Linked DNA regions of Rattus norvegicus: region 1 is linked to region 2. Evidence: chromatin contacts called from public Hi-C data. All regions are on one chromosome and are shown on one strand. The core of a region is the stretch at or near the end of the contact, and the rest is flanking DNA. Distances in the headings are between cores, read along the strand shown.

Region 1 (5,315 bases), core at 126-2,625, 270 kb after region 2:
CTGTCCTAAACATGAGGGACCAAAATAAACCCTTCTTCCTCTAGGGTGCATCTTGTCAGATATTTGATCAATGAGGACAGTAACTTAATATGTAAATATTCTCCCCTCCTAAATTCACTCAGCCTTTGAATTGATTGTATGACTCTCTAATATTTAATATACATGTCTTTGCTTTTTCATCTCTCTGTATGCAACATCATCGAAAAAGCATTGACATCTTACCAGCAATCGCCTGCTGTGTGAATTTTTCCAGTTGCCCCCTTAGTTTGGCTTTAAGCAGGAAGAAGTCTCAACTATGGAACAAGGTCCTGGTTACACTCTATTCAGTGGGGAACATAGGCAATGAGAAACAAAGAGAACCATGCGCAGCCAAACACCATTTGTGTGCGCTGACACAAAAGGTACAAGAGAAAATGAGAGAGGATAGAAAAGCCACCAAGACCGGATACTTGGCTAGGGGTGGGGATGAAAATGGATAGACTTGGAGATCAAAAAGAGGATTTCAGAAAGTGGGTATGCCAAGCACGTAGAAACTGAGAAAGCAAGGTCAGTGCGATCTGTTGCCTAATAGAGCTGCATTTCCACCCTCTCCACAATTCCTCTTGAAGACAAATCAAGGTTCAAAGTGTTTTAATTCACAACTTGGCTGCTATAGTGCATTGATTTGAATGTAGTTTTATCAGCAAGAGTGGGCAGCAGGACCACAGGATTTATGTGGCTTATTTAATAAGAATATCTATCCCATGGGCCTGAAGCAGAAGTCTCTCAAGTCAGAGATAAGCATCATACATTTCTTTGCATCCCAGATTTAACAACAATGCCCTATGTATGGAAATCCATTTACTGATGCTTGCTGAGATGTGTAGATACTGAGGGCCCCGTGTCTCATTGGGCATGTTCTAGAGTCTCCCATTATTAGCCACTTCGCCTAACAGAATTTGTCAGTGTATTTATTTAAGGAGATTTTTTTTCCATTTGTCTACCAGGCAAGCATAACTTTTGTAGGTCAGCTCACAATTACGGCGTTAAAACAAGACAGCTGTGAGAGCGTTGCTTGTTAACCGTGCCTGTGAAACCAAAAATACTCCAGCATTCAGAAACTCAAATGTCAGGGAGAGTCTCAGACATGAGTGCACAAGAGAGGTTTTTGGAAGCACAATCCCAGTCCTTTATATGCCTTACCCAGAGCTGGACAAAACTGTCCTGCTGACATGGCCTTCTTCAGTCTGTTTACTTACTACTCTGTGTTTTATATCCACAGCCTTTGAAAAAGTTACGAGTGGAGATTTGGGGGTGGGGCGGGACTCAGTGTTGTTCTCTAAAACCTCCCTGATAGCTTTTCCAAATATTTGTCTTTTATGGAATGTGCTCTGACCCAGTTTATGAAGCTTCCTCACTTTGTATGAGGTCTGTGACAGAAGGGACTTAAGTATCTACTGTCAGGAGACAGCAAAGTAAAATTAGTGCACAGGAGGTGAACTGGAGTCAAGGACCAGATCCTTCCGTGTGTCACATGAGCACCCAGGGACCGGATCCTTCTGTGTGTCACGTGAGCAGCCATCCCCCATGTTGGACAGTGTGGTGGTGCCGAGAGAACAGGTGAGAGTTGGTTCTCTCCCCTCCCCTCCGCTTCTTCACATTCACCCTAATGCACAAGTATAATGACGACTGTGACAATGACCACCCTTCTAAAGTGATACTGTGACTTAAAGTTTCCCTTGTCAGGAAACTGTTTCAGCCACTCTCCTCCAAGTCAGGCTGGTGAGGAGCTGCTGTGAGGTGTGTTGAGACAGCATCTTACTAAATGTGGACAGAGGAAAGGAGACGCTGGTTCTCAGCAGTACGTCGTCGCTTGAGTGGGAACCGGAGAAAGGGTAAGGGCAGTCCCATGATCTGTATCAAAAACTGTTCAGCTACAGTTATAGACATGCTTAAAAATTGATCAAAAGAGGAGGAAGGAAGGGAGCTGAAAGAAAGAGAAAGGAGGAATAAAAGCAGGAAGGAAAAGAGGAAGAAAAGGAAGGGAAAGGAGCATGGGGCAGGACCGGAAAAGGGAGAAGAAGGAAGGAAAGCAGGGAGAGAGGGAAGAATGGGAGGAAAAGAGAGTGGCGAGGGGAAGGGGGTTGTACTGGCTGGTTTTGTGTGTCAACTTGACACAAGCTGGAGTTATCACAGAGAAAGGAGCTTCCCTTGAGGAAATGCCTTCATGAGACCCAGCTGTGAAGCATTTTCTCAATTAGTGATCAAGGGGGGAGGACCCAGCCCATTGTGGATGGTGCCATCCCTGGGCTGGTGGTCTTGGGTTCTATAAGAGAGCAAGCTGAGAAAGCCAGGGGAAGCAATTCAGTAAGCAGCACCCCTCCATGGCCTCTGCATCAGCTTCTGCCTCCAGGTTCCTGCCCTGTTATGAGTTCCTGTCCTGACTTCCTTTGGATGAACAGCAATGTGGAAGTGTAAGCTGAATAAACCCTTTCCTCTCCAACTTGCTTCTTGGTCATGTTTTGTGCAGGAATAGAAACCCTGACTAAGACAGGGGTATTATTCACTAATTGTTCAACATTAGCATACTGGTTAAATAAAATATATTTTGATTCAATATTCAACCATTAAAGCAATTCTGTAAATTTGTACTCACTCACATAAAAGAATGCCAATAAGACATGGAGTGGGAAGAACAGATAGCCAACACGTGCGTGACCGTGCTCTCCTGTGTGTGTACACGCTGTACGCAAGAAGCAATGTATGAGGGGACCTCACAGAGTGCTAACATGGCTGTCAACGGGAGGGGCTGCAAGAAAGGAAGTTCCCATTCTTCTGTCTTTCTTCCATCTACATTTCTCTAATAAGAAATAAATGATATAGCCTCTTACCTTGTAAAAAGGAGTAAAACGGAAAAATAGCTTTGCTTCTCTGAAAGAGACTCTGTGTCCCATGACTTCATAACCTAAGCACTCCGGAGCATCTCTGTGCACCTCAGTTCTGTCCCTTGCCTCCCCTGTCTCCCTCTGGTCCCCTGTACCCCCCTCCATTCCCCTCTTGCCCTAGCTCCTAAGAAAGAAGAAATAAAAGAGATGTTGCCATAGCCCAGAAACTAGATTGCAAAGAGGTAATCAGAAATGTACTTTCCTGGTTGACATTTTTACTAACAGAGCTAAGGAATGTTTTGGGAAGTTTGCTGGCCAGAGCCCCAAGGGTTGTCTCTTAGTTAGAAGAACCCAAGCTCAGTGGTAGTGGTGAATACCTTTATTCCCAGCACTCAGGAGGCAAGGGCAGGTGGATCTTTGTGAGTTCAAGGTCAGCCTGGTCTTAGGTGGGGCTCACCCATACAGCAAGAACCTGTCTCAAAAAAAAAAAAAAAACTTTAAAATATAATAATAATTCTTTAGGATTTCATTTTTCCAAATTAATCTAAACATAAATCCCATTATCTTTACTTTTTTAAAATAAAAGGCTAAGGAAGAGGGAAAGAAAATTGACAGAATGGAGAGGCAGAGAAAGGAAAAACCAATAGCTTAATAGAAAAACCTTGTGTTTGTTTCATGGAACCAAGAAAATCCCCAACCTGATCCCTGGGTTCAGATTCAGAAGTATCTGCTGTTTGTCCTTTGAAACTCTGAAACAGAGGCTCAAACACTGCAGAAGCCCCTTAGTGCCTCACAGGGGTGACTTCACAAGTGAGGGACTTCAAGCAGGCTCACACAGACAGGAGTTACTCTACCCTAATCTACTTCTTGATTAGCATCAGTTTTAAGTGTCTTAAAGACTCCCTGGGACATTTAAAAGAATCTCTTTTAGACCTACCAGGTCCACCTAGCTATGGAGGCTGCCTCCTGGGACTATCTTGGAAGGTGAGAGAACACTTCCTTCCTTTTATGCTTGCCCCTTGCCCCAATCCCACCACAGCAGGGCCCTGGAGCCCCAGCCTGCCTGCTGCAGCATGTTGCATGCCCAGGGTGGAACTGTACCGTATACTGAGTTCATCACCACAGTCAGCAAGGGGGGCCAACAAATAATGATGCCGGTGGGTTGTGTCAGTACTTGGAAAAACATGAATTCTAGGCTAAGTCTTCGCTTACATAGTAATACCAATCATGGAAAGAATACTTATAAGCCCCTACATGCTGATAACATTAAAATGTGGTTTTGGTTTAAAAACAACTTTAATACCTCACAATCATCTTCTAATGAGATAACAAGGGAAAGAAATGACCTGAATTATACATGGGGGAAGGGCAATTTTGCACTCCCTCTGCTTTTGGTCTTTAATAACTATTACTTTTAGATTGATTGATTGATTGATTGATTGATTGTGACAAGGTTTCTCTGTGTAGCCCTGGCTTTTGGTCTTTAATAACCACTACTTGATTGATTGATTGATTGTTTTGTGTGACAAGGTTTCTCTGTGTAGCCCTGGCTGTCCTGGAGCTAGCTCTGTGAACCATGTTGACCTTGAACTCATAGAGCTCCTGCTGCCTCTACCTGCTGGGATCAAAGGCATGCATCCCTACCGCCTCCCCCACCCCCACACCCCCACACCCACGCACAACACTATTCCTTTTCATTTTAACAAGTCCAAGTTTGGGGTTTTCCTCCCCACCTCTATCATAGGAGCTTAGTAGACTTTATCTAACCCCAGATGTAAGATGACCATGAAAAGACAGAGTTTTTGTATTTTCAGTTTTAAATCTTGAGGTTTTCATCCAAAGAAGATGCTAATAAGTCTACCTTTCTAACCTTTCCCCAACTGTCCTACCCTGACTTCCAGAGCAAGGACCCTTAAATGATAAAATGCAGTGTTCCCATAAGAACGATCAAAAGTTTCTTTCTTTCCTTTTTCTTTCTTTCTTTCTTTCTCTTTCTTTTTTTGCATTTGATCCTCTAAAATTCTTGTAATGTAATAAAGAAAAAAGGAAGGCATTTAAATGTCACAGAGGTGGGTTATGAAAGTCTACAAGAAATCTTAAGATTGATATTTTGCAGCTGAATGTCTCCTTCGAGTGGCATTTGCTTAGGCGATCACTGATGTCCGTCTGAATATTGCCAGGCAGGGGACTACCGGGTGGCCATGCTGGATGGCAAGGGGCAATGATGTGGACTCTTCTCTAGACATCCACAGTCCGTGTACATGTAGGACCAACACAGCAAGCACAGTCGGGAGGGGAATGAAGATCCCCAGCTGTGGACTGCCAGCTGTCCGTGCAGCTGTAAGAGGGAGAGGGAGACAAATGGTGCGATACAGATGTTGTACAGAAGAGCCGGAAGATTGGGCGGGAGCCAGAGCTGAGAGGAAAACATGGTGCCATAAGTAAACTGGA
Region 2 (4,945 bases), core at 1,863-4,362:
TTTGCCTAGACTGGATTTGGGTCATAGAACTAAATTTCAAATCGGCAGAAAATAGCAGTAGCATTTTGTTACTGTCATCGTTGTTTTGTTAGCGAGTAGATAATAATGACAATGACCATTCAGTCTGATGAAAGACTCCCTAGGCTCCTGAACCCTCGCTGCATTCACTGAAAAGACAGTCAGTCAGAGGGTGAACGTCTGGGCTCAGGGAAGTTGGGCCACATTCCCAGACCCTCTGAGCTTCCCAGCGGGAACTGATAAAAAATCAAGTAGGAAAAGACGCTATGGTCTGCTCCTGTACCTGTCCTGTGTCTAGGTGTTTATACAACTGATGGATGGCCTAGTCCTGTTGGGAAGTTTGAGAAATGCCTCCTTGAAGTATTTCCTGTGCTCTGGCTCCTCTCAAAATGTTTGTATTGAAAATCAGTGAGGGGAGAAATGCGGTGTGTTTACAGGACAAGGTTGAAGAAATCTGTGAGCAGAAAGCAGGGTTTAGGCATTGCTGAAAAGCGGGGCTCACTGATCTTCCCTACCCAATACTACCACCATTATCTTGTCCATGCCCTTGTATCTGAGCATGGAAACACATCAGAACCAGGAGCTATTGTATCTATATGATTATACCTGGAGAGCCACAGGGAGCTGGAGACCATCTCAGACAGCAAAGACACTACAAAGACAACCATTTGACAGAGACACTGAGGCAAGCAGCCTAAGGACTTCTCACAAGCAACCCTCCCACCAGCTCAGCCTCAAGAGCTTCCTCTCAAAGAAGCAAAGAAATGCATAAACTACATGTCTTTAAGAAGAATGCAGGAGCGATTTGGGAAGAAGCCATGAGCGGGAAGAACATACTCCCAGTTTGGCTTGCTTTTAGGAACCTCAAGACTTAAGATTGATTTTTAAATCTGGAGCCATGCAGTGGTCCTGGCTGTAGTTATTCACCTGCAACAGAGCCAGGCTATTCCACAGTGATGAACCCTGTTTACTACAGCTTTTCGAAACCTAAAATCCAGGCTCTTTGAACACAGCCCCTTGAAATACAAAGCAAACTCACAGTATACCCTAACTAAGATGCTCACGACAAAATACATCTGCATGTTTTCCAGAAGGGCAAGGAAACTTGTCAATCAAGGAAGAATATCCACAGAGGATTAGCACCAGACTACTTGCCCGCCAAGGGTCATAAGCTGCAAAGCTGAGAGGAATGAAATGGTCCAGGAAAAATAATTTTAACAGATGAAAATCTACAAATACCTCAGAGGAGTCCAGGCAACACACACCACCTTGAGGGCCCGTGACTACATCTCTAAAAGGGCTTCCAAGACCTATTCTCAGCACTTGGATGGCAGGTACCACCTCCACTCACTCGTTCTGATTCTCTAGAATCGAATTCAGGCCTTGAACCAAGAGAGAAATTCAAATGCACCAGTGACATCTGATACCATTTATAAAATATACTTAGATTACCTTGTGCCAGTTGCCCCGGGGGTACTCAGATGTTCTCTTAATAAACTAGAGAGGGGGTCAGGAGACTGGGCACCACGTCTTCAACTCCAAAGCTAGCCAAGTGGGTTGATTTAATCTGTTTGAGACCTGAAGGGATTGGCCTGGAATCCAGGTCTCTCTATAAGTGGGAACATGCTCGCCCTAAGCTACCGCCCTGGAGACCATTGGGAAGGGCCTTTTTTTGTGTGTGAGGTGAGGGCAATCTGGTTCTCTGAAATGCAATGCCCTCTGCAGGCTCACACTGTGGATAAAGACTGGGAGGCAGGGTTGGCTTTGCTGAGCATTTGAGGGGCTGTCTGCGTTTGGAGCTTGGAATGCTCTTTGAGAACCCTCCCAAGTCAGCCAGGATCCTGGCCTCTCTAACCTAAGTCTCCAGACAATACTCATCCCACTGTACTTTTACCACTTAAACACTTCTTCAAAGTTTACTACACAACAGTGTAGCCCGGAGTCTGCCAAAAGTCTAGCTGCAGGATTTAGAGAATGGCTGCTGTCCCCCTGGAGAGTATTTGGGAGCAAATGGCAGTCATCAAATCTTTCAGCCAGGGCCATCCCAAGGACCAAAGTGTCACTGAATGAGTCCTATCTGGGGAAACTCCCCTTTTTCTTGTGTTACCTTGCTCTCCCAGCTGCCTAGTTTCAGAAACTAAATCAAAGACCCCGTGGCATGTCAAGGGACAGCAATGAAAAACTTTTGGTGGGATGAGCCGGGACATCCCCATTCCTGGCTGAAATTAACTTTTGCCTTTCAAATATCTGCAGAAGCTTGGATTTAGGGGACATGAAGGGGAGAGAGTGCCAATGAATAAGGGAAAAAGAAAATATGTCGCATACCACGACCAAGCCAAACCAAGCTCGACATTTCCAAATTATATTGGCAAATGCGTGCTTTCACAAATCATTTGTTCTGTCTTTTCCTAGAGACAAAAAAAAAAAAAAAGAGAGAGAGAGAGAGAGAGAGAGGGGGGATCTGAATTCAAATATCCTAACCCCAACCAGTAAATTGTGTCAGCGGGATGCAACCTTTAATGCTGTTCAGAAAGTCTAATGTTATTTATATCAACACACGCACCAACACCTCCAGGCCAAAAGTTGTAAGGCTGGAAGCAGCCCCTTAATCAATTTCATCATCCAATGACCCTGGATCAGTTCGGAGCTCTGGGCTGAGCACACAAGCATCCAGTTCCCATAGAGGAATCTTACAGAATTGTGGAGATGAGGGGTCTTGGGGAGGGGTGTAATGGGGGTGTAGATCCCTGAAAATGAGCCAAAGCATCACCTTGGCTACATCAACCCAGCACCTCCTCTTCCAGGCTGGCCCCGGGGCCTCTCGGGTGCCCCTTACCTGCAGGCGCTCAGTAGCCGGCTGCCACATCTTCCAGCCTTGGGGTTTTGGCAGAGACGCTGGCGAGACTCTGTGGGTTGCGCCCGGAAGGAGAGGGAGCTGCGGTCCCGCTGTCACATCTGGGGTCAGCGTCTGCAGGCTGAGCGTCCTGGCGCCGGCCGCAGCCCGGTGGGCGCAGGAGCTGAGAGCGGGACGAGGCGGCGCTCCGCTGCCGGCAACTTGTGGGCTCCGCTCCGGCCGCCAGTCGGTGCGCAGCTCAGACGATTGCGCAGCTCCGCCCGGGCCCCAGCGCCACGGCCGCTCCCTCCTCCCCCCGCCGCCGCCCGGACCTGCGCGGTCTGAGCATGCCCGGGCGGGCTTCTGCCAGGGGGGAACCGGCGCCTGGGGCTATGGGGTCTGTACCCCTCAGACCCTGGCGTCCTGAAAACCCTGGAGAGGCTAGAAGCTGGTCAAGTCCCTAAGTTGGTACCGGATCTGGGAAAAGGCACAAAGTGACCCAGGGAGAAAGGGCCTGGTGGAAAGATAGCGATGCCCCTCCCCGGGGGTTTTCATTCAGGGGGCGGTGGGGGAGGTGTCTGAATAACTTGGGACATGTATGGAAGAGCTTTGATCCCTTGGGTTGACTGAGTTATGTTCCACCTGCTTCACTAAGTTCTGGAGATACAGTGGTGCTCAGTAAGGGACAAGAGCACACCCCCTCTGCTGAGCTTATATTACGTGAGGGAGATGGTGGTGATGGAGGAAAGACCTGCTGGTCATAAATGTTGGGAAGAAAAGCAAAAGAACTGATGTAGAGAGAAAAGCAGAGGAGTGCATCCTTAAGACACAAAGTCAAGAGGCATTGACATGCGCGGGACTCCGCTGGATAAAAGATCTGAGAGCCTTGAGAGACAGGACACATAGCTCACCAACGAGCATCCTTCTCCAGATCTTCCAGGTGCTAACTCGGCTCTGAGAACCCATGGGGCCACCATACTGACCTCCCAGGTCTTAGGTTCCCAGGCAAGTGTTAACCTTCTGTGCAAGCCTGCTCCCACCCTCTAGGGCCTTCTGCGTGATAAATATTACTATCTATCCCCAGAGTGCGGGTGAGACAAATGAGGCGTGATGAATTTGGGTCACAAGGCCAGACACTGGCCTCAACGATGCACGTGGATGGCATGAAGGACGAAGTTCTTGGCCAGGGATACATCACAGGAAGCAAACCTGTCTGAGACAGAAACTCTGAGGGAGCTTGACAGAGTTGGGAGAGGAACCTGTATCGCAGAGTTGAGGAAGAAAGTGGGAGCAAGATGTGTGGAAGAGCTTATGAGGCAGAGCAAATAGAGAGGGGCGAAGGGAGAACATGGACCCAAACTACTGCCAGGCAAGATCCGGCGCTCAACAGGGCTGGGAGGAAAGCACTGAGACCTCTCACAGCCCATTCGAAATCAAAGTCAGCTCCTGGCCTGGGATAAACCATTTCTCTTCCCTATCCTGCACAGGTGGAGTGCTGTCCACAAAATAAAATATTCCAGAGTCTACTCCTCATTTGGACAGAAGTCCCATTTCCCAAGGTACACACTGCCATGTGAGGCACATAGCTGATATTCAGACCCAATGCTCCAGTCATAGGACTTCAAGATCTCTCTCAGGTACACCCAGGACTTTGGGTGTCCCGCTGAGCCGATGGTAAAGCCACAGGGATGAAACAAGCTTGTCTTTATCCCACCAGGCATCCACAGTGCTCTCCCACTTAATTGGACCTTCTCAGCCCTTTCTGAGCTGCAGGTACATGCTCTGAACCTTTCTTGAAAAAAATAAATAAAAATAAAACAAACAAAAACTGCCCACCCTGTATAAAGACATACCTTCCAGCTTTGTTGATATGGTCCCTGTCATTTTCAGATAAATCCCCCTCCCCTTTCCCTAATAACTAGTTCCCCCTGTGTGCTTTAACACCTAGAAAATTCCTGATGTCTTCCCCTTCTCCTACTTCTCCTTAATCGTATCCCCAAATTGAAAGAGATGCAATTCATTTAATAAAATCTAGCGACTCCAGACATACACATGAAACCCCTCAGGCAGCTAAAATAGGAATCTTCAGTTGCC

The links. Hi-C and Micro-C count contacts between places; a contact is called where the count stands out from the background.
Region 1: a contact with region 2 is called in a Hi-C map of frontal cortex, with 2.1 times the contacts expected there. The contact joins the enhancer-like site here to the promoter of Pid1 in region 2. A contact is called at or near these places in 5 of 12 Hi-C or Micro-C datasets (the A7r5 cell line, the Rat2 cell line, Schwann cells and 2 more).

The regions. Positions count from the first base shown.
Region 1 is chr9:93,219,011-93,224,325 of GRCr8, forward strand. All of the region lies in intron 4 of Dner (delta/notch-like EGF repeat containing), which reads right to left. Among named protein-coding and RNA genes, the nearest start is that of Dner, 130 kb to the right of the region's middle. Within about 2 kb of position 1,376, at least 5 of the 93 cell types and tissues checked have an H3K27ac peak or open chromatin away from gene starts, as enhancers often do.
Region 2 is chr9:92,948,056-92,953,000 of GRCr8, forward strand. It overlaps Pid1 (phosphotyrosine interaction domain containing 1), which reads right to left and starts at 3,113. Exons shown (of 3, transcript NM_001379478.1): 1 at 2,855-3,113. The coding sequence starts at 2,884.